Regions from separate parts of the Sus scrofa genome. Here region 1 is linked to region 2. A link is a contact called in public HiChIP or PLAC-seq data. All regions are on one chromosome and are shown on one strand. The core of a region is the stretch at or near the end of the contact, and the rest is flanking DNA. Distances in the headings are between cores, read along the strand shown.

Region 1 (5,512 bases), core at 1,618-4,117, 220 kb before region 2:
AGAATCACTCAGCTGCTAAGGGGGAGATCTGGGGCTGAAATAAAGTCCATCAGCTGGCTCCAGTGTCTGTAGTATTAACCACTACATGATATGGCATCTCTTCAAGGCAATTACACACTCTCTATAAAGCACACTAAAGCCTCCTACTCATTGTTACCCATGGAAACAACACAGATAAAAAGAAAATCATTGCCCAGGTGGCACAGTCTCAGAGATGGGGTCAGAGATAAGATGCACCAAGCAAGATACACTGGCAGGGACAAAAGTCAGAGTATCTTAGTTCTGTTTTAGCTTCAACAATTTCTTCCTGGGCCATTTTCTCTGCTGTAAAAATGATGAAAATATTCTTTGCTTTCCTCATGCTTTTATTTAATTTATTTATATATTTTTGTCTTTTTGCCATTTCTTGGGCCACTCCCGCGGCATATGGAGGTTCCCAGGCTAGGGGTCTAATTGGAGCTGTAGCCGCCGGCCTACACCACAGCCACAGGAACGCGGGATCCGAGCCTCGTCTGCGACCTACACCACAGCTCATGGCAACGCCGGATCCTTAACCCACTGAGCAAGGGCAGGGATTGAACCCACAACCTCATGGTTCCTAGTCAGATTCGTTAACCACTGAGCCACGATGGGAACTCCTCCTCATGCTTTTAAAGATTGAAGAAAATATGTTGAAAAGCTGTTTGTGATTTAAATAATCACAAGTAAACTATGCAATAAGGTGATATGAAAAGCAATTAACATAGTCTATTACTAAAATAAATATCTTGATTCTGCACATATTTTTAATGTACATTTCACTATTTTAAAATGTATCTACAAGTACAGTATCGCTACTACTTTTACAAATGTAAAGATTCCTTAAAAACAAACTGTATTAATAAACAGATAATAGCCACACTCATTTTCAGAGTATTACTTTTAAGTGCTCCCTTTTCTTGTATTGTTGAAATTTTCATTGAGCATTTTAAAAGCATAACAAAAGCAAAATCGGCATCTTCCCTATTGCAAGAGCAGTGAAACATGCAAAAATATCAAGCTTGATAATTCTAATGCATAATGCTCTCATGCCCCTTTTTCTGCAGCAGGTTATGAAACATATGTAATTAATCAGCCAGAATGTCATCTCATTGGTTCTGAGAAGTGGCATCCAGGCCTAAATGCCAGACTGTGTCAGTTTGGGTAAATAGAAGTCAGTTTCTCTATAAAACAAAGACCAATTGGAGAAGACAGTTTGTGCAGAAATACATCATCTCCTGATCACCAGGAGACAACACGCCCTAGCCGCACGACACAGGCAGAAAAACACTGGAAGAGAAATTAAACTATTAACTAATGGAAGAAAAAATGAAAGACTAAATTATGAAGAGTTTACATTGAAACGTTGATGTAAAAGTGTTTTCTATTTTTTTTAAAGAAGGAGGCATAGAGGTCATCTTTCTGTTTTGTGATTCAACTCCTCGAGTCCTCCTGATTAAGACAGCAAAATGAGAAAAGACTCATTCTCGGAAAAAATAGTGAAGAAGGTGAATTTTTATTTATTAACAACCCCCAACCTGGCATTCCTTTTCAGTGCTGACTTTTCCCCACTACATATGAGTGATGTCCCCTGGCCAGCTAGCATTCCTCTCTCTTCTCCATTGCGCTGCCGCTCAAACATCTCCTAACTAGGCAGCTTCTACCGCATTTCCTCCCTCAAAACAGCTCTGTCCTGTGTTTTATTTCCCACAAGACACATTAGGTACTCAGATCAGCTAAGTGGCTTAAAGGCAATGGTGTGTAGTATGTATTTAAGGAGCACTGGAACAGGGCATTTCTAAAGAATATGCTCAGAAATTCTCCTCAAACAGAGGTCTTGGGGAGAAGCAGAAAGGAGAAAAGCCCAGGAGAATTCATTTTACTTGCTGGTGTATAAATTGAAAGAACTCATGGTAAAATACACCTGGGACTCTAATGGCCTGGAATGTAAAATTAATGGACAATTTGACCATTGAACACTCATCTTGAAAGAAATTTCAAGTTGTTGCCAACACTTCAATGTACTAGCAGTCTCATGGGAATTTTTAGTTTCTCTCCTCTGGTACTAGAGATGCTTCAGGGAAAAAAAAAAAAAAAAAAGTGAAGGACTGCTTTAACCCAAAGAAAAGTAAGAGTATAGCAGGCATCTCAGGCAGACTGATGCTGAAGGGACAACAGGACTACCAAAGTTCCAAGAGCAATGATCACCAGTTCAGTCTCCACAGTTATTTGGCTTCCAATGTTAAGAGTCCACAGAAATGTAAAAACAGTTAAAGAGTAACTCCTGGATTCATAGAAAGCCATAGATCTATCACTACAGAGATTTTGAACCTAAAAATCATTGATGATTAATGAATTTTTAAAAAAAGAGACACTAAGCATTCATAACCACATTCTTCCAAAATCAAGTTGCAATTAAAATACATTCTCTAGAAATCGAGAAATATTTTATGCAATTTAGATTATAAATGGGACTGCTATACAATACCACAATTTTTATTGATACTAATAAATTATTACTGACAATAGAATGCTATCACAACACTAAACAGAAACTAACATTTATTGAACACTTATATACTAAGTATAAGCCAGTTTGCACCATAATTCATAACCATAAAAGGGGCTAGAGTTCTAAATGTGAGTGATCTATTAGTCAGGTATTTCTAAGTTACTTATTAACAATATATTTTATAATCTATCGAAAGACATTTAGAATTTCTGTTATTCCTGTTCTTACTAAGAAGTAGTTTCCCCTATTGTTTGAAAATAGCTTGGGCTACAGTCTGGCAGAGTAAGTTACCAAAGACATCCATGGCTTCCACTTTTTCCCATGAACTGTGCTAGCCCTTGCGATACCAGTGTGTGGAAGAGCAGGAGAACAACATAACTAGTGTCTTTGTCATGCGTGAAGGAAGTGTGTGGGTTGTCTCAGAGCACACCACAAATATTTAAAGCAGTTAATTCAAACTCTGGGAATGGAAAGGCCCTCGTGTATACACAGCTACACACATAAACAAATGTAGCTCTCTCTCCAAGCAGGCATGTGTGGATATTTTTCACCACATGCTCAATGACAGGCTGATTCCCCTGAAATTCTTTCCATGTGAGTGACCACAGTCACAGCTAGAGTCACTCCTGGATAATACTGCAGCAAAAGTCAGCCACAGACAGCATGGTGGTATTAGTTCCTCGTTATTTGTCCCAGCTGCCATTTGTTGGACAAGACCATACTGTGGTGGGCTGTGCACTACTATCATCTCTCCTTTTTTTTAAAGATTCAATACTTTTTTTTTTGACATACAGCTGATTTATAATGTTTTAGGTGTACAGCAAAGTGATTAAGTTTTATATATATATTATATAAAATATATATATATTCTTTTACAGATTCCTTTCTATTATAGGTTATTATAAGATATTGAATATAGTTCCCTGTGCTATACAGTAGGTCCTTGTTGTTTATCTATTTTATATATAATAGTGTATATATGGTAATCCCAAATTCCTAATTTATCTCTATCCCCTCTTCCCCCTTTGCTAACTGTAAGTTTGTTTTATTTCTTTTTTTTTTTCTTCCAATCTTTTTAGGGCCTTACCCGCAGCATAATGGAGGTTCCCAGGGTAGGGGTCCAATCAGAGCTGAAGCCACAGCCACAGCAATGCGGGATCCGAGCTGCATCTACCACCTACACCACAGCTCACGGCAATGGCCTTAACCCACCGAGCAAGGCCAGGGATCAAACCCACATCCTCATGGATACTAGTCAGGTAACCACTGAGCCATGATGGGAACTCCTGTAAGTTTGTTTCCTTCACTTATGAGTCTATTTCTGATTTGTAAATAAGTTCATTTGTATCTTTTGTAGACTATTACCATTTTAACAATTCAAAAAGCATGCTTTGGGGGAATCTCTGAATTATCTAAGGAGGTTAAATGTTTTGCTCTGAAGACGTAGAAGCAACCATTACAATATATTTCATATCAAAAATTAAAGTAGAAAACAAAAAATATATTGATGTTGTGACAGGTATGTTTCTCTTGATATACATTGCTAGAATGTTGGGTAAAACTATGCAAAGATGACCTTGGATTCTTGTTGTCCAAAATGAAAGCCTGGCCATGTAGGGAAGGTACATATGTTAGCAAGAGTCACAGGCACAAAGATGTTGCCATCAGGGGAAATATGTACAAAATATAAAATAATTGCACAAAAACAGAAGTTTTCATGCATTACATTATCAACACTCAGATTTATTATTTTCAACAGCTTGACAACCAAATCTTTCAATTGCCACTTAAGAAGTTGAATTTTTACTCTATGAACATTCAAGAAATATGGATGAATAGTAGCGTACTTCTGGTCTAAGAGTATTGACTTAATGGAGACTTTAATGTTAGTTTTCTGAAATTCTAAACTCATAACAAATGAAAAAAAAACTGATTTTCAAATCTTTATCTCATAATACAATTAACCATTTTATTTTCATAGGAACTAAAAGTGAATTACATTGGGCATGTTTACCTGAGCCATTAGATTTTACCATTTTTATAAAGTTTAGTTTTTTAAATTAGTTTTATAACTGATACATAAACTCCAATTGGTCATAAACTCCAATTAATCAAATCTCTCTGAAGATTATGCAAACAGAACATTAGCGATTTTTATTTTTGTTTTTTGGCTGCGCTCACAGCATGAGGAAGTTCTGGGTCCAGGGAGTGAACCTGACCCGAGCCACAGCAGTGACAAAGCCAGATCCTTAACCCACCGAGCCACCAGGGAACTCTAGAACATAAGTGTTTTTAATAACTGAGAATCTAGTTTTGAGGGAATAATAATTTATAAAATATAGAAGGTATTTCAAATAAATTTTAAGAATAATTCAATAACACTGAGACCACACAACATTACAGAATAAAACAGAATGACATGTTTAATAAGTACAACCATACAAAAGCCTCTACAAATATGAAGGCATACTCTATTAAAATTCAATATAATGAAAATTATGTTTGAAAGTTAAATTTGGAACCATATGGTCTAAGACCTGGCAAATAATATCTTCTTTTTCCACAAGTCTTTCTCAAATAAGATCCTGCTTTGTTATAATATCTTTCTCATCAGGATCTTTTTATAGTCTTTTTTAAAAATTAAAGTATCATTGATTACAATGTTGTGAAATTTCTGCTGTACAGCAAAGTGACCTAGTCATGTATATATATATATATATATATATATATATATATATACACACACACAAATACATATATATATTAATATGTATATATACACACATACACACACACACATATATATGTATATGTATATATATACACATATATATATGTATATGTATATATATACACATTCTTTTTCTCATATCATCCCCCATCATATTCTATCCCACGAAATGGGACACAGTTCCCTGTGCTATACAGTAGGCCCCCATTGCCCATCCATTCTAAGTGTAATAGTTTGCATCTACTAACCCC
Region 2 (6,102 bases), core at 1,051-3,550:
CTCAGAACACTTTTCCCAGAGAAGAAAAAAAGATAGTCATCCAAATGGGTGCATAACTTCTGGAATAGAAGCAACGGGAAACTGCCACATTTACCTGTGAAGATTAAATCTGTCACAAGAGAAATAGCAAAAGTCTCATGTTTGGCCTTTTTTTAAGTGAAGATACTCTTCTATAATTTTAGAGACTTTCAAATGATCGCTGTCTTCACTCCTGAAACAAAGAGGTCAAGTATTATCCATACTGAGGGAGTTCCTGTTGTGGCTCAGCAGAAATGAATCTGACTAGTATCCGTGAGGATGCAGGTTCAATCCCTGGCCTTGCTCAGTAGGTTAAGGATCTGGCGTTGCCGAGGGCTGTGGTGGCTACAGCTCCACTTTGACCCCCCAGCCTGAGAACCTCCATATGCTGCAGATGCAGCCCTAAAAAGACCAAAAAAAAAAAAAAAAAAAAAAAAAAAAGATTATCCACATTGGGATAAACTCTTAAGATAATTATAAGTGATCTTTCATTTAACAAAGTGTAATGTATGTTATTTAAATTGTCTATATTTAAATCTGAGTTTTAAAAATAGAATATATTTTTTTAAAAAAATCTACTTCAGAGAATATTACCTCTTTTATACTGTGAAGATATAGAGAGAGGTTTTTTTTTAAAAAGTTATATTTAATGTCATTAGATAATGACATGATCTGAAATGCTTACTCCCTTAATCAAGTTTAAGCGATTCACCATTTATGTCTTAGATACCTTAGTAAGCAGATACCTTAGAAAGAATGAGTACTGCAAGCATGTTAAATGAGGAAATGGTAACTTTGATCCCAAGAAAGAAAAACATTTGAGAATAAATTTCTTTCGAGGCATGGAAGAGAAAGTGGACTTGTTATGAATGCTCCAAAGGCAGATAAAGAATCACAGATTCAGGGTCAATATAAGGAAGAACTTTTGAACTATTTCAGCTGTTCCAAGATAGAATGAGTAATTCATTCTTACTGCTAGAAATATTTAAGCAAAAGTTAAAAAGCATCTGGCAGGGATTCTTTAATATATTTTGCAATAAAGAAAAAACTCATCTTCCATTTTTGGCCAGCTCTAATATTTAAGATGTTGTTTCTTATCTTCAAATGGATTGCTCAAATTCTAAGTCCAAAACTGGACCACATTTTCTCTCCCGAACATCATGCCTATTTTTACTATCTCAGTAAATGAGACCACCATCCATCCATTGAACAAGCCCAAAACCTAGACAACATCTTATACACATTCCTCTTCCTCATCCCAAATGTGTGGCCACTCCCCAAGTCCTATCCATTCTCCCTTTCAAACATCTCATATCAGGTAATAGGTTAAAAAAAAAAGACAACCTCTTATACTAGAGCAGTGGCTCTCAACCTTATTTGCTCAATAAATTCATCTGGAGAGCTTTTTAAAATGTAGTATGATTTTAATGTAGCCAGATTAATCCCAGGCCAAGTAAATTATTATCTCTGTGGAACAGACTAGACAGTACTTTTTAAAGCTCTCAGGTGATTCCAACGTGCAGCCATCACTGAGAACCGTTGAAAGAGAATCAAGCAAAGAAGATAGGAAGGTATTGAAGTATCAAAATAAGAAATTATGGACTAGGGCAGGTGTGGTTGAGTTGGAAATTTGAAAAATATTTTGAGGCAACTGAGAGAGATATTGGAGCATGGTACCAACCTTCCTAGCAAAACTCCAGTTCTTTTCATCCCAGTTATGGCCAGAGATTGTAACCTACCAAACAGTCACTACCAATCACAGAAGGGACCAGGTGAGATTTGTAGATGGATCAGCTCAAACTTTTTACTATCCCTGGGGAACAACCTACAGTGAGCCAGGTGAATTATCTACAGAAGTAAGAAAAAAACTGGAGCATTTGTAAATAGACTACAAAGTGATTTTCCTACAGAGTCACCAAAAGCATGCCCTAAAAATTAGATTCTAAAAATGTTTGGGGTACCTAAAAGCAAGGAAATGTATTTATCTAAATGATAGTCTAATATCTCATATTCACATACCTAATATTCATAAATATTAGCATTAGTTATGTTTTTGATTGTTGACAAAAATATTCTGCTTGAGATTGACCTTATCTGTTTATTATATGCTAGAAACAAACATTTTCTTAAAAGAATTTCTCCAATTAATATAACTTGGAAAAGTATGGTACTGTCACATACATTTAGGTCAAAGATAAAATCACCGTCAGACAAACAGACATTGCCAATCCTAGAAACAGCCCTGATTTACCACAGTAATTTCCTCAGGAAGGGAGTGGCAGTAAAAAAGCCACTGAACTCCTACACTTTTCTGACAGCCCATGATGTCCTCGGCTCTGGCGCAAGAAACCCAAGAATAGGGATGAGGTGCATTAAAGTCAGGTAGTGTGGGCACTCGACTCTGGCTTCCCAGTCCCTCCCAACATATTGCCAAGAACAAACAAAAAAGAGAAAACTGCAAATAGTCACGAAGCAAAATGTGGCCACCTTCTCCTAAACTTTTTTTCTTTTTTTTTTTTTTTTTTTTTGTCTTTTTGCCTTTTCTAGGGGTGCTCCCACAGCATATGGAGATTCCCAGGCTAGGAGTCTAATCAGAGCCCTAGCCACCAGCCTACATCAGAGCCACAGCAACGCAGGATCTGAGCCGCGTCTGCAATCTACACCACAAATCACGGCAACACTGGATCCTTAACCCACTGAGCAAGGCCAGGGATCGAACCCACAACCTCATGATTCCTAGTCAGATTCATTAACCACTGTGCCACGACAGGAACTCCTCTCCTAAACTTTCTAATACTGCTAGGGAAATGAAATAGAAGCTTCTGAAAATAACTTTTTAAACCCTACAAAAGGAATAGAAATACATGGGATGAAACCATGAAGGGAAGGAAATAAAGAGCTCCAAATTCAAGCAGGTGAACTCTTGTGTGGAAAGAAAAAGGGAAGGGACTGGAAAGGGGCACACACAGAGCATCGAAGGAAATGATAACGTTATCTTTCTTAAACGGACTTCTCGAGGCTACAGAGAATAACAAGTCTTTGTTATCCTTTATACCTTCTACATATCTAGTGAACATCCTTTTGTAGTTATCTAAAAATTAAAAATGTTAATGGAGTAGAAAGGAAGATATTTAGATGTTGTTCCAAGCCTGGTTCTGTGTAACCTTTATCCAGACACTTTATGGGATTTAATAAAATACAGACATTGGACTAGAGCAAGAATCACCAAACCATGGCTCACCAACTGCTTTTTTAAAGATTTATTGAAACATAACCAAACCCATTTGTTTGCATACTGTCCATGGTTGCTTGTGCATTAAAATGGTAGCTAGCCTTAAGTACTTGCAGTAAAGACCATATGACCTACAAATCATAACATACATGCCATCTAGTCATTTAAGAAAAGACTCCCAACCCTGAGCTAGAGAATTCCTAGAACTTCTCCTAACAAAGGCTGATAAAGAAATATATATATATATATATATATATATATATATATATATATATATATATATATATATATATATATCTCGAAACATGCTAACCAGTTGGTCCACTAATGGACCCAAATTTCTTTTTGGTATTTTCCATAAATATTTGTTTAGGCTAACTGCCCCACAACCTGTGAAATCTCATGAACCATGTCAACAGATTTTAGATATGAATTTTGTGCAGCATGTAGCTTCTTCTAGATCAACAGGAATACAAGTGCAGAATCAGCAGTCTCCTGCCCAGGATGCTGAGGTCTGCCTCTGAAACTAAATCTTATAACTGAAATCCAGACTGGGAAATATCAGAACCTCAAACACCCACCTATAAAGGATCTCAACTCACTTAGAATTAGAGTTTTTTTTCCCAGTACTTGATCTACCGTTTCCCCATATGCTGGCCAAGGATTATCTCGAAATTTTCAGTCTCTTAACACACATATGTGTGCACATGGAAAAGCCTGGCACTTGCCATTTTTAAATGCCAAGAATGGCGAGTCCGTCCTGCTCTTCCTTCCAGTAAGTTCATTTTTATATCTGTGCAAATAACCCTTTAGCCCACAAAACTATTGGGAAGCTGTCTCTGTCAGACTTTTAAACATAGGGATTAATTGTCTACTGCAACTCCTCCTCTATAACTTAACTTCTTGTTCTCCTCTAAGCCCTTGTGTGATGCCAGTGATGCAGTACTGCATTCATACTTGAGACATTGCTGCCAACCCCAAACTTGGAATTCCTGATGTTACTACCACATCCTTGGATGATCAAGTGGCATGGATGACCAGAAGCCATTTTGAATGTCTTAACTTCAAATTGTGCAAAACCCATGAAATTAACCAAAACTAAAATACTCTTTAGAACTATCCATTTCAGAGTCTACAGAGCTCTAAGAGCAGCAGACCCAGAGTTCTCTTCCCGGCTATACCAGTATAGCTGGATACCTGGCCCACAAAAAAACAGTGTGGCAGTAAAGAAAAGGGCCTACACAGGAACCCGAGTGGTCTCCTCGATCACAGCCAGACATTATCCTTGTTTTAACACATAATGCTTCTGTAGTGGTTTTTCAGTTGAAAGGAAAAAAATTTTTTCTCCTCTAAATAGACAATGTTTATAAGGGATCAACTGATTTCTTTTCAAGCCGGCATTATTTTGTTCACAGATCAAAGTTACTTATTTGATGAGAAAGGCTTAACTTAGAAAATTAATTTTGGTATGTAGCCTTTTGGGGAATTTTGACTTTTACAACGGAAAAAAATGCTTGGGGTTGAAATCATAGGACATGGATTCTAGTTTTCTGTATCCAGCTGTCACCCTGGACAAGGCATAACCTCTCAAGACATATGTCTCTGAAGTAAAGTTCTTGGAATAAATGGATCTCAAGATAACTTCAATCCCCCTCCTTCACAACAGATGACCTTGCCCCCTAATCTAATGCGTTTAAAGCTATGAAATGATCTCCTCTACCCCGACACCTCAAACTACACTGAAGATTCACCCTGTAGGTCTTTGTTTCTCTCTCTAAATTGGAAGTATTCTTCCTTCTTATCCCAGGTAGATTTTCCACCCTAGTTCTCTGCTTTATCCCCTTCTGCCTCTTCTGGAACATTGCTCTTGCCTTAACTTGACCCATAGTTTTCCACCTCCATGCCTCTGCTCATATGGACTGCCATTCCATTCATCAGAAAATCGTATTCAGGATCCACCACAAACACCACTTCCTCCCTCTTACCTGCTCTGAATCTTGGCTAGGAGCAATCCCTTTGTCTTGTGCACCTCATCAGCTTTTATTTCATTCATTTGTTATAGTGCTCACCCGTACTAAAGTGATTGTATACTTGCCCTATCTTTCTGCTGATTATAAACTCATTTCCTACTCAACTTTGTATACTTTATAATGTCTCACACACAATAAGCATTCAATCTGTACTGAGTAGTGATAAATAAAATAGATTGAGTCTCCTCATATACTGAGTCCATATTCTGATTCGTAAAAGCTTAACATCTATTGGCTGTAACTCCTACCATGAAAGGGGGTACATTTTAGAAAAAATGTATTTTTATTACTGAGCAGCTTTCCTGCTAGTCACAGATTCAATCCCCCAAAACATCACTTCTCAGTGTAGACGTACCTAATCCACTTTTCTGTTACTATAGTTTAAAGACTTTTTTTCAAAATCCCAGCTGGTAAAATTGAATGACAGACAGGTTGACAGTGGGAGGCTAAAAAAAATAATGTTTACAATCTTTGGAGAAAAAAAATCACAATAGGTGTGGATACTTGGGGGTGAAGACAGGATATTCCCTTTGACCAACCTTCTCAAGCAAGAGAAAAGTCCTTAAGTTTTACTGGTTATCGGAAATTAAGCTTTTTTATTTGAAAAAAAATGTTATCTATGGCAACCTTTTCACTTTGTAAGCAACCAATAAATATTAGTTGAGTGAAAAATAAAAACTCCAGTAAGAGAACAGGAGATTGAACGAGAGTAATAAAAACTGAAATGAGGAGTTCCCATTGTGGTGCAGTGGTTAATAAATCCGACTAGGAACCATGAGGTTGCAGGTTCGATCCCTGGCCTAGCTCAGTGGGTTAAGGATC

The links. HiChIP or PLAC-seq counts read pairs in DNA pulled down with a chosen protein or histone mark.
Region 1: an H3K27ac HiChIP or PLAC-seq map of alveolar macrophages shows a contact between it and region 2. The contact joins two enhancer-like sites. A contact is called at or near these places in 2 of 2 datasets of contacts at active chromatin or transcription factors (alveolar macrophages and skeletal muscle).

Annotation. Positions count from the first base shown.
Region 1 is chr15:101,941,801-101,947,312 of Sscrofa11.1, reverse strand. The region is part of intron 5 of PLCL1 (inactive phospholipase C-like protein 1); the gene reads right to left. Among named protein-coding and RNA genes, the nearest start is that of PLCL1, 320 kb to the right of the region's middle. Within about 2 kb of position 2,867, at least 4 of the 83 cell types and tissues checked have an H3K27ac peak or open chromatin away from gene starts, as enhancers often do. A contact at or near this core is called in alveolar macrophages, where this site is marked.
Region 2 is chr15:101,721,114-101,727,215 of Sscrofa11.1, reverse strand. All of the region lies in intron 1 of PLCL1 (inactive phospholipase C-like protein 1), which reads right to left. Among named protein-coding and RNA genes, the nearest start is that of PLCL1, 100 kb to the right of the region's middle. Within about 2 kb of position 2,300, at least 1 of the 83 cell types and tissues checked has an H3K27ac peak or open chromatin away from gene starts, as enhancers often do. A contact at or near this core is called in alveolar macrophages, where this site is marked.